Linked DNA regions of Mus musculus: region 1 is linked to region 2. Evidence: chromatin contacts called from public Hi-C data. All regions are on one chromosome and are shown on one strand. The core of a region is the stretch at or near the end of the contact, and the rest is flanking DNA. Distances in the headings are between cores, read along the strand shown.

Region 1 (6,445 bases), core at 2,848-5,347, 310 kb after region 2:
ACGTTTAAAACCATGCCAGGAGCTTAGCTAGTCTTTAACTGTCACTTTGAACATGTTTTTCTTTCCGTTAGTATTCACTATCTGCCTGGCCTGTATGTTCTGGGCCATGGCCCCTTTATCCTTTTCACTTGTCTTGCTGTTGTTGCTGACTATAAATTCTGTGTGAACTGGATTGGGGATGGGTGGTGTAGTCAATCCTGGTCTTACTTGATTCTCTAGGACTTTTATCATGAAAGGATGTTGGATTTTGTTTTCATTTAATGAGATGATCATGTGGTCTGTGTCCTTGAGTCTACTTATGTGATGAATTAAATTTATTGATTTATTTTTATTGAACCATCCCTGTATCTCTAGGATGAAGCTGACTGGATCATGATGGGTGATCTTTTTTAATGTTCTTGAGTTCACTTGGCAAATATTTTATTGAGAACTTTTGCTCATCAGAGATACTGGCCTAAATTATTTCTTTTTTCTTGGGTCCTTGTCTGGTTTTGTTATCAGGGTAATACTAGCTTTGTAAAAAGAATTTGGAAATGTTTATGCCTTTTACAGAATAATTTCAATAGTATTGGTGTTTGTTTATTCTTTGAAGGTCTGGTTGAATTTTGTGCTGAATTCTTCTGGACTTTGCATTTTTCAGCTTAGAGATTTTTAATTGCTGGCTCATTTTCATTGGATGTTAAGGGTCTATTTAAGTAATTTATTTAATCTTATTTTTAGTATTAATAGGCCATATACATATACCTAGAAATTCATCCATTTTCTTTTAGATTTTCTAGTTCTGTGGCGTCCAGATCTTTAGAATGTTTCGGCGAGTCTCTGAATCTCCTCAGGGCTTGTTGTGATGCCTCCTTTTCCTCTCTTAACTTTATTATTTGGAACCTCGGTTTCTTTCTTTCAGCTAATTTGGCTAAAGATTTTCCAGCATTGTTACTCTTTCCAAAGAATGTTTTCTGTTTCATTAATTCTTTGTATTGGTTTTTGTTTGTTTCAGTTTCATTAAGTTTAGCCCTAATTTTGATGATCTCTTCTAGACTACTATGTTTGGTTATTCTTTGTTTTGCTTTTCCAAGGCCTTCAGATGTATTATTAAATTATTAACTTGAAATCCCCCAATATTTTGATGTAGGTCCTTGTTGTGTCCCATAGGTGTTTATATTTTATTCTATTCCAGGAATTAAAAAATTTTTCTTCTTGATTTCTTCCTTGACTCAGTTGCCATTTTGTAGTGTTGGTGGGTTTCTCTGTGTAGCCATGGCTAACCTGGAACTCAGTCTGTAGATCAGGCTGGCTTTGAACTCATAGAGATCTGCTTGCCTCTGTCTCACAAGTACTTGGACTAAAGGTGTGCACCATCACTGCATTGCTGATTTCCATGAGTTTATATATTTCCTTTAAGATTTGTTGCGGTTGATACTAGCTTTATTTTATTGTGGTAAGATGAAATGCAGGGTAACTACTTCAGTTTTCCTATATTTGTTGTAATTGCTTTGTGTCCCAGGATGTGGTGGATTTTGGAGAAATTTCATGGGCTGCTGAGAAGAATGTGTTCTGTAGTGTTGGGTGGGACATTCCGTGGGTGTCTGTTAGGTTCATTTGACTTGACATCATTCAACTCCAGAGCTTCCCTGTTTAGGTTTTCTAAATGGTCTGTCTGTTGGTGAGAGCCAGGTATTGAAATACCCACTTATCACTGTGTTGATATTGGTGTGTATGTGTGTGTGTGTGTGTGTGTGTGTCTGTGTGTGTGTGTGTGTGTTTAAAAAGTCTACTACAGGTTCTTTTATGAAATTGGGTGCTCTGGTTGGTGCATATATATTTAGAATGATAATATCTTGTGGGTGGATTTTTTTCCTCTAATGAAGCTAAAATGCTCCTCCTTATGTCCTTTGACTAGTTTTGTTTGAGGTGTAGTTCACCAGATATTAGTAAAGCTACACCAACACGTTCTTAGTTCCATTTATTTGGAATACCATTTTCCATTCTTTTATCTTAAGGTGGTGTCTGCTGTTGATAGTGAGATATGTTTCTTAGCAGCAGAAAAAAGAAAGGTGGATCCTATTTTGTAATCCAAACTGGTAGTAGTCTATGTATTTTTACTGGAGAATTGAGACCATCAATATTCAGAGTTAGTATTGAAAGGCACATGAATTGTCTGGTTTTTTTTGCTTTGTTTTGTTTTGTTTTTTTGTTTTTTTTTCTTCTTCTATTTCTATCCAGGTCATAACCAAGGACATTTCCAGCTACTGGCCAAGGACATAAACCTTGGTTCCTTTTCCTAAATCTGCTTGACCAGTTTCTATCTCCCTTTCTTTCCATTGACGTCTTTCTGTCTCACAGACTTCATTGTACTTTTCAAGGCAGTCTCTCATTGAAGCTGGAATTCACTGATTGGCTAGACTGGCTGGTCAATAATTGTCAGGAATCCTCCTTTCCTACCTCCCCAGTTTTGGGCTGAGTAATTTTGTTCTGCTAAGGCTGGCAAGCATAGGAGACAGTTTAGTATGCTGGGGCCCCAATGTGGTTTTGGGCTATGTGCACTCCCTCTCTTGTACTAATGCACTTGGTAGCCTACTTTTCACTTACAAGTACTATATTCACTCATTCCCTTCCCAACAACACATCTGACAACTTAGTCTCCTACTTGCATTAGGTACACACATGCCATTTCTCAAACAATAGTGTCAGCTTTTCTAACCCTGATAGCAATCAAGCTTGCAGTTTCTATTCAAGTGTATTCTCAGCATATCTGGGTGTGAATACTAGAAGGACTAATCTAACCCGAACTAGTTTGAGATGTAGGTGTACAGTAAAGCAAACTGTGTCCTCCTTTTACCTTTTTATTGCCTGTACATAACTGGTCATGCATATGTTGAAATCAGGTATATTATAGAAAGGGTTGTGCACAGTAAGAAAAGGGAGTATAGAACCCAATCTATCAGTAATGTCAGAGAACCACCCAAGCTATGTGCCTTAGTAGAAGCAGCCCCCCTCTCTCTTTAGACCCCATAAAAAGAGACCCCAGGCAGTAGCCTGGGCCCTAGAATAGCCTCATTCCTGTGGTCTGCTAGCAATCTTGACAGCATGTCTTTTTAAATCTGTACTATTGTTTTGCTCCAAATAAAGTTCCCTTGCTTCCTCTGAAGATCTAAGTGTGTCCTTATTTTCAATCCTTTGCTAAGAGGTGCTTTGTTTAAGGAGACCATCTACTAGTTACCTTGAAAATTTATCGAGATGCCATGGGATACCTGCCTATAAGTTATTGGCCAGAGAGACCCTAGACGAACCTCAGCCTGTTGCCATAGCTCTTGATTACCCACTGGAACTAGATGGAAAGATCCTATTGCTGAAGATACAACACATTGGTTGTGGACATATAGAGAAACCAAACCAGAACTGACCTTAAAACTTCCTCTGTTGGCTAGCTACCATAGTGCTGGAAGGGACTATCTGGCCATATGAGGAGAAGAGCTATCCATAATATTACCCATTGGTGAACTGACTTGCTAAGGCAAGATGTGCCCACTGGTGTAGTAGTGGCCTGGCTGTTATAGTGAGAGGTGGCTAACCAACCACTTTTGAATTGGATTTGAGGTCTGCTTCACAGGAAATAATTCTTTTGCCTTGTACTATAAGTCTGGTCAAAGGCCCTAGAGGAGAGCATTACTGTTGTTGCCTTGCTATATGAACATGTTGTCATGCCTTCTAAATATTTATATTTATATCCTAGATTAGTGGCTGCTGCCCTCAGCCTTGGCCAGACAAGCTTCTCTCTATAGTGCTCAACAGTTAATGCAGAGACACCATAAATAGTCAAAGTGCTGAGACTTAAGTGACTACTTAGTGCTTAACCATAAGTAGGACATCTGTGTTTCACATCTCCTCCCCCAGGTCTCAAGGAACGTCATAGAAAAGGAGGGCGGAAAGAATGTAAGAAGAGCCAGAGGGTGGGGAGGAGTGCTGTGTAATGTTGTCTTCTGGGAACCGACAGGGCCACTGCACTCCTGAGCTCACTGAAGCCGTGGTTGCCTGTACAAAACCAAGCCAGCAGGATCAGCCAGTGTTCAGTCCTGCAGCACTAATTAGACTCTGTGGATTACAGAGAGCGGGAGGGAGGAGAGGGATGACTGCAGTGTGTGTGTCCGCCCACACCTCACTGAGGAGGCAGAGCAAGATGGATCTCTGTGAGTTTGAGGCCAGCTTGGTCTACAAAGGAGTTCCAGGACAGCCAGAGCTCTGTTATACAGAAAACCCTGTCTTGAAAAACAAACAAACAAACAAACAAACAACCCTCCAAGTGATATATTGTTTAAATTATTACATTGCCAAAGAATAACTAAAAGGTATTCTCTTAATAAAGAAAAAAGAAAGTTCTTAAGATTGCCTTGGTGATTTCATGAGGTGTGAAATGCATGCATTCAATGTGTGGTGAACTAGCAGCTCAGTTCATGAGGACACCGGGGTGAGTTCAGTGGGAAGCTCCGGGGCGTGCGACTTGGAGCTGCATTCTGGGTCTAATGCAGAATGCACGGTGTTTTGTTATCTTCCCAGGAAAGAGAGGCCTTATTTGGCTTTCGGTTTAAGAGAGAACACAGTCTGTTGAGGTGAGGAAGACATGGTGTCAGGAGCATGAGCTGGCCACACCTCCTCTGCGGTCCCAAGCAGAGGTGAATGCTGGCACTCAACACTGTCTCTCTTCTTCACTTTCTATTGAGCTCAGGACCCCAGCCCATGAGGTGGTGCTGCCCACATCCAGAGTGGTCTTGCCTCCTCAGTTAACGCTTTCAGAAAACCTGACAGACATCCCAGAGGTGTGTTTCCACTGTTGATTCTAAATCCAGCCAGGTTAACATAGAGAGTGCATGGCACCCCCTCATCTCACTAGCGGAGGGCTAGCTGCAGCCTCCATTTGAACTCAAGAATTGTGTTATGATTGCTGTCTGTATAAAGAGAATTCTTTGAAATAGAAATGTAAGCAGTGAGTTAATCCGGCGGCTGTATTTCTTTACCTTTGCCAGTTCCTAATAACCACGCAGAGAAACCCAAGATTGATTTCAAGCTGCATCTCAGTACTGAGCAGTCAAATGATCTGTAATAACCCCGTGCTCATCTGGCTCCCTCCCAGCCTCATCCCGTGATCCTTGCATATTTTTATTGATCTGGCTTTTGGGCTTCCGATGTTTTTTACTCATGGTGGCTTCTCAGACCTTCTATGATGGATCTGAATCCTCCCTCCCTCCTTCCCCTGGCTGGAGGAAGCTTCCGCTGTATTCTGTCTTCTGCCCAGCCATTGGGTGATCAGCATTTATTGACAGGGCAGAGTAAAAGGTAAGAATGTTTACACAAACTTGAAACAGGAGATTCTTGACTTAAGCGTTACAGTGCCATGTCCAGATTGAAACGAGATGTGAGGGAGAGAAGTGGCATTCGAATAGCACAAGGATAACCTTTACACAGTGCACAAATGCATTATGCCTGCAGTGTGTCCCAAGCTCATTTGTCCTTCCTTAGGGTAACAGTCAACTGTCTAATTCATTCCACTGGTGGTAAATGTAATAAGCTTTTGAAAGGGATATCTTAGCTGGGCAGTGGTGTCACAAGCCTTTTTAATTCCAGCTCTCAGGAGTTCGATGCCAGCCTGGTCTACAGGGTGAGTTTCAGGACAGCCAGGGATACACAGAGGTGAAACCCTGTCTCAAACAAACAAATACACAAACAAAACAGAAAACAAAAAGTCTTTAGCTGTTTTTTTTTCCCTCCCCATGTGTCCTGATGAGAGTGCTTTAGCACCAAGAGAACCACAGGTGACACCTGTCAATGCTGGTCTGCCTTCCAGACAGGCAGGAGGAGAGCAGAAGGCAGAGGCATCCGTCAACTGCACCTGTGCTCGTTCCGAGCTTCCTGGAAGCTCAGTCAGTGACTTCTGCTCACATCTCCTTAACCAGAAGTGTCTCAGCCCTCACTCACACAGGCTGGCCCATGCCCCCCTCAGTGTAATTTGGTGGGAAAAAGTTTTGAGAAGAATTTATACCATTGTTGTCTATAAAACTAGAGGGACTTGGGAAGAATAGAATATCTGAACATTTATTGGAAGCCTGCTTCACACTGACACAGTGCTGGTTCCTGTAGAGTGACAGCGCTCTGAGAGGCTGTATAGACATTTAAATATGAGATTAAATAAGCTTAGTTAGGACCCAAAGAGCCAAAAGGGGAGAATTAATTGTATTATTTGTGAAAATATTCACTTAGCTGACATAAGCTTAGAGTTAATTTAAAGAATGATGTCTTGAAATCCTGAAATTATAACAGGAAATTTCGGAAAGTATAAGCTACATTCATTTTAAAAAGTCAATGTTAAAAGCCAGTCTTATAAATGAGAGCCTGGAGGAAAATATATTTGTAATATATATTTAAAACTATGATTGTTCAAAATACAGTCCCTATA
Region 2 (6,006 bases), core at 413-2,912:
AGTTGCTTCTACCACAGAAAATAGTGAACCAAAACCAATATTACATCCAAAAAGGAATTGCAGAAATTAGTGCCACTATCAGGGACTCAAAAGATGCAGGAGTGGCGGTTCTCACCACATCTCCCTTTATCTGTCAGTGCAGAAGACAGATGGGTCATGGAGAATGGCAGTTGACTATCAAAACTTTAATCAAATAGTGACTCTGATTACAGTAGCTGATGTGCCTGACATGGTTCCTTTCCTTGAGAAGATTAACACAACTCCTGGTGTATAGTATATAGCTGTTGATCTAGCAAGTGACATTTTCTCTGTGCCTGTCCATAGTAACTACCAGCTTGCTTTTAGCTGACAAGGCCAACAGTGTACCTGTACAGTTCTACCTCAGGAATAGATGTGTTTCCTATCCCAGTGTCATAATTTAGTTTGAAGAGGTCTCGATTGTTCATCTCTTCCACAAATGACATGCTGATTGGAACAAGTGAGGAAGAGGTAGCAACCACTTTAGACAGGGTAACACATATGCACATCAAAGGATGGGAAACAAATCCAACTAAAATTCAAAGGCCTTCTACCTCAGTGAAATTTTTGGGAGTTCAGTGGTCTGGGGCTTACAGAGATATGCCTTTTAAAGTTAAGGATAAGTTATTATAGCTCTACCACCAAGAAAGAAACACGCCGTTTAGTGGGCCTGTAGACAACACATTTCTTTCTTGGGTGTGTTACTCCAGCCTAAACACCAAGTGACTCAGAAAGCTTTTTAGCTTTGTGTGGAGCCTAGAATAGGAGAAGTTTCTTCAACAGATCTAAGCTGTTTTGAGGGTGCTCTACGACTTGGACCATATAATCCAACAGACTTGCTGGTACTTGAGATGTCTGTGGCAGATGGGGATCCTGATTGGAGCCTTCAGCAGGTAGGTCCCTACAGGTGAATAGCAAAGGAGACCTTTGGGATTTTGGAACAAGGCTCTACCATAATCTGCAGACAGCTAGTCTCCTTTTGAGAGATAGCTATTGGGCCTCACTGAAAACTGAACATTTGACACAGGCCACCAAGTTACTGTATGACCTGAACTTCTCATCATGAGCTGGATAGTTTCTGACCTGCAAAGTTATAAAGAAGGACATGCATAGAAACAATCCATTATCAAATGGAAATGGAAACCACCCATGAACAAACTCACTCTAAAAAAATCCCATATAAGTGTACATGTGTACTAATTTGTATATTCATTCTATCAATTTTGTTCTCTATGGAATCCTAATCATGGAAATGTGTATTTTCACATCTCAATTATATTTGTTTTATTGAAAAGAAAAATCAGGAAGCAGAGATGTTTTTATTAGCACTTCTTATCCTAGGATGCTTTGATGGACATGTCAAGGTTACCCATAAGCCTAAGAACTGTAATTTGACCCCTCTGCTCTAGAATTCTCTGTAAGAACCTCTCCAAGGGCTGATCCATCCCCACTGTGTCCCTGGCAATGTTTATCAGGGGACTTGCACCAGGATATTCTGGGGGAGCTAAGTGTACCACGATTCCCTAGGGAAAAGAGGTTTCCCCTTTCACAACATAATCTGTGTTTGTGGAGAGCTCCTGCTGCCCACAGCTGGTCCACGGGCTAAGCCCTGTCGCAGTTTCCAAGGGGAGACACAGCAGGCACCTCATGTTCTTCTCTGTGGTGGCTGAAAGCCACACATGGGACTGAGCCAACCAGGGGAGGATGAGTCAAGCCTACAGATTAAAACTCTCATAAACGCAGGTGGAAATGAGTTATCAAGTCAGTCTCCTGGTGTGTAAGTGGTACTTTCTGATACCTACTTTAATAAATTACATCTCCAGTGCGCTATTTGCATAGCTATTAAATATCCTTATTATGAGGATAGGAAATTAAGAAGAAAGGGTTAGAAGCTCAAGCCGAGTGTTAGTCTAGCGCAGTGGGAATGCCAGAAGTGAAGCCAGCTCTCTGCTCACTTAGCTAGGACTTGAGGGAGAAGCTTTTGAGCCTCACAACAGCAGCTCTGCTCCTAACTATTCACCCTACAGATGTGTTCCACACAGCCCAGTTAACAAAGATTTTATGAGAATGTTCATCAGGGATCATTTGGGTATTTCAACCAGCCACTGGATAAATACAGATATACGCACGGTGATATCCTTGAAAGAAAGCTTTTTAAAGAAAGAGGCAAAGTGACTTTTAAAAACTACCACCACAAAATGAGCATTTGACATGATAAATAAATAAATTAATTTTATTTAGTCACACACACAATGTCTCACATTGTATTCTGTGGATATATAGGTATATTTTGTCAATATGCAATAATATTACAAAAGCTGCAGACCTTCTTTTACCCTGTATTTATATTTTAAGCTTAACAAATCACAATGCTAACTCACTAACAAATCAGTGTAACACGATGAGAGAACTACTGAGATATGTCGAGATGCTTGAATCCCTCCAGACCGTTTTTAACTTTTCTTGGCAAGATCCCCAGTTACATCTGTTCAAAACATTGGACACTCACTCCCTCTCCGACCCCACCCCTCATTCAGCTCACAGAGTCATTTTCCAAAATAGTTAGGACTGTGTTGTTTATGCCTGAACAGTCCCAGGGTCCACAGTGGGTAGATAAATAAACAAGTGTGTCAGATGGTGGCTGCCCTATAAAGAAAATGCAGCAAAGCAGGGCTAAGAGTGAGGTACAATTAATCCCAGCACTCGGGAGGCAAAGGCAGGCAGATTTCTGAGTTCGAGGCCAGCCTGGTCTGAGTTCCAGGACAGCCAGGGCTATACAGAGAAACCCTGTCTCTAAAAACAAAAACAAAAACAAAAAAAAATCAACCAACCAACCAACCAAACAAACAAAAAAAGACATTCTAAGGGAAAGGCTTGTTGAATCAACATTTGAATGAAGACTGAAGGGATTTAGTAAATCGGCACAAGGCTATCAGGTGGAAGTGATCTCCAGGCAGAGGAGCAATAAGTGCAAAGGCCCTGGGGTAGAGTGTGCGTAACCAAACAGTATGATGAATTCCTTTCAAACTTTCACTCCGAGTGTACACAGATCAACTGTGGGCTTGACGCATACATCAGTATGGTAGATTTTGATCTACTTCCTGTTTTGTTTTATTTTTTAATTCCTAGGGTTAAAAGATATTAACCAAGATGACCCTTTTATTCTCTTAAGTAAATGAGGATTCCAACTTGTGAAAAAGAAATATAAAGGAACATAAAGCATTATGTAATAAAAGAAACCATCAAGTCAAAGGCTATGCAAATCTAAGTCATGGAGAGGGCCAGGATCGAGCCCCAGCAAGCAACAGAACACGGCAGCTTTGGCCATATGGTTCTGGCTTTATCAAGAGAGAAACAGGAGTAAAGTAGTTGTGAGATCTTCCTGTGTGGTTAGGGAAAGCTGCTAAAATCCAGTGTATGGCAGGCGAGCCCCTGCATGGAGGTCTGGAGAAGCCATTGTGTGAAGCTGTGAAAGTGAAGCCTGATCGCTTTGGAAACTTCAAGATGTTGGAGATGCCAATGACATGAAATACATGTCAAGGAATATTGCAGACAGGATGTGCAACCAGCCCAAAAGAGAGAACTGTGTTGCAGTCAACAAATTTGCATGGAGTAAGAGATATGATGAACCATCTATGAGGCCCTTAGACATCAGGCATAGAGATAGAAAATTTAGAGTTTTTCCTGCTGAGTTTCTGTCCTTGGTACAGCACTTCCACACTTATGTCCCATTTCCTTCCTTTTGGAATGGTAATGTATATTCTGTGCCATTGTGTGTTGAAAAGGAGATGATCTGTTCTTCTTCTTCTTCTTCTTCTTCTTCTTCTTCTTCTTCTTCTTCTTCTTCTTCTTCTTCTTCTTCTTCTTCTTCTTCTTTCTCCTTCTCCCTCCTCCTCCTCCTCCTCCTCCTCCTCCTCCTCCTTCTTCATCTTCTTCTTCTTTTGTTGATGTTGTTTGGTTGTTGTTTAATTTTACAAGGGGTTAAAGCTAAGGGGTAGTTTTGAGTCTCAGAAGAGACTTTGGTCTTTTAAGCAATGCTAAGACTGTGAAAGACTATGGTGACTCTTGAAGTTAGACTGAATGCATCTGCACTGTGATATGAATAAAAGCCCAGGGAGTGGAATGTGGAGTTTGAGTGAGAATGGCCCCCATAGACTCATATATTTGCATGCTTGGTTCCCAGTTGGTGGAACTGTTTAGGAAGAATCAAGAGGTTTGGCCTTGTTGGAGGAGGTGTGTCACCGGGGGTGGACTTTGAAGTTTTCATTGCTCATGCCAGGCCTAGTCTCTCTTTCTGCCTGAGCCTGTGGATCAGAATGTAAGCTTTCAACTGCTGCTTCATCCATGTCTACTTGCCCTAATGCCACCATGTTCCCCGCCATGATGATTCCTAGACTAACCCTCTGAAACTGCAATTAAGTCTCCAGTTAAATGCTGTCTCCTAAAAGTTGCCTTTTGCATGGTGTTTTTCACAACAGAGCAGTAACCAAGACAGGGACTTAGTACTGCAGCTCAGTTTGGGGAAAGAAGTGAGGATACTAAGATTTGCAAAAATTTATAAGATTATCAAGAAATAAAGGAAGGAAGGGAGAGAGAGAGAGAGAGAGAGAGAGAGAGAGAGAGAGAGAGAGAGAGAGAAATTGAGAGAGAGAGAAAGAGAGAGAAGAGAATGGCAGGTGGCAGGGATCTGTGTGGAATAGAAATAGTCCTTTATTGGAAATTACAGAATCTAGCAAAGGAAACTGAGAACAGAACCAAGAAAAGCAGAAAGAAGCCTACATAGATGACAGCATGGAGGTCAAGGGTCAAAGCATCTCTAAAAGCTGCTGCTAGGGGTCCAGTTGAAGTTTCTGCTAGTCCACTCTTGGGAAAAGTCTACTACAGAGTCAGAATGTCTATTTTTTTAAAGGGTCTCTTGATATACAATGTAAACTCTAGTTACATTTAATAAAGAAAAATTGCAAAAATTACTAATTCAGCACCAAAATAGAGATTTTTTTAAAGCACATAATTATTCATTCAGAAATGTCCTCCCAATGCCAAACACTTAAATGTTTTCAAATATCTCAGTGTTTGGCATCATTAAAAACCAAATGGACAGATGTTTAGCAGTCTATTTCTTTCCACAAATCATCCTGGCATTTAACATCATGTGTGAAACACTCCAGAACTTTCCAACCTTGCTGGCCCGAATTGCCATCTTTTTCACTGAATGCAGTGGTTTCCCCTGCATTTTATGCATTGTTGGTTTTCTAAGTCTCTTAGCATCTGACAATGTTCTGAGACCTGCAGATAAAATGCCACATGCATTCCCTCCTACCACTGAATCCAGACAAATTTTTTAGTTAGTAACATAAGCGCTCCAAGTTCCCCATATTGAGTTTTGCCTGTTGCCAAGGTGACAAAACCCTGGGACTGGTTACTATTCCAAAGCACACAGCCAGACTTCCGTCACTATGATCTATTCCATTTTCTGTTTAATTCCAGCCCCAGAAGCAATCTCAAGAATTATACAGAGTTGCACACCTGCTCTTCTGTCAACCATTATTAACAGGATCTCAGTATCATAATGTAGAAGGAGACCTGGGGAACCCATGGAATCAACATGCTCCCTTCTCACAGAATTGTTAGCCTTTCCATATTTAAAAGACATCCCTCCCCTCCAACAGAGAAGATTCTACAACTTCTTTTTTTTAATGCTCTATGTATTTATTATCTATAGTTAATACAATAAGAGGGGTCAAAAAGCTTGCAAGTACACAATTTCACAAGAAGCATTGTAGGGGAAGAGAAGGGCTGAGATTTATCAACTGTATCTTAGGGTCTTGGTGGGCACATTCTTGGTGGCCCTCTGATTCCTGGTGGAGGGGGTCTCATTCCTGGAGGAGGCATGCCTATATGTGTCCCTCGAGCAGGGGGAAGCCCAATGGGTGGGCCCATGGGTGGTCTCATACCAGGTGGAGGAGCCATAATGCCTGGAGGTGGGGT

Evidence for each region. Hi-C and Micro-C count contacts between places; a contact is called where the count stands out from the background.
Region 1: a Hi-C map of muscle stem cells shows a contact between it and region 2, with 2.3 times the contacts expected there. The contact joins two enhancer-like sites. A contact is called at or near these places in 1 of 39 promoter capture datasets (the 3T3-L1 cell line), 2 of 484 Hi-C or Micro-C datasets (muscle stem cells and nephron progenitors) and 1 of 115 datasets of contacts at active chromatin or transcription factors (fibro-adipogenic progenitors).

Annotation. Positions count from the first base shown.
Region 1 is chr14:62,847,159-62,853,603 of GRCm38.p6, forward strand. The region is part of intron 1 of Wdfy2 (WD repeat and FYVE domain containing 2); the gene reads left to right. Among named protein-coding and RNA genes, the nearest start is that of Gm26536, 12 kb to the left of the region's middle. Within about 2 kb of position 4,098, at least 84 of the 459 cell types and tissues checked have an H3K27ac peak or open chromatin away from gene starts, as enhancers often do. A contact at or near this core is called in muscle stem cells, where this site is marked.
Region 2 is chr14:62,534,634-62,540,639 of GRCm38.p6, forward strand. It overlaps the pseudogene Gm5802. Among named protein-coding and RNA genes, the nearest start is that of Gm24625, 17 kb to the left of the region's middle. Within about 2 kb of position 1,663, at least 6 of the 459 cell types and tissues checked have an H3K27ac peak or open chromatin away from gene starts, as enhancers often do. A contact at or near this core is called in muscle stem cells, where this site is marked.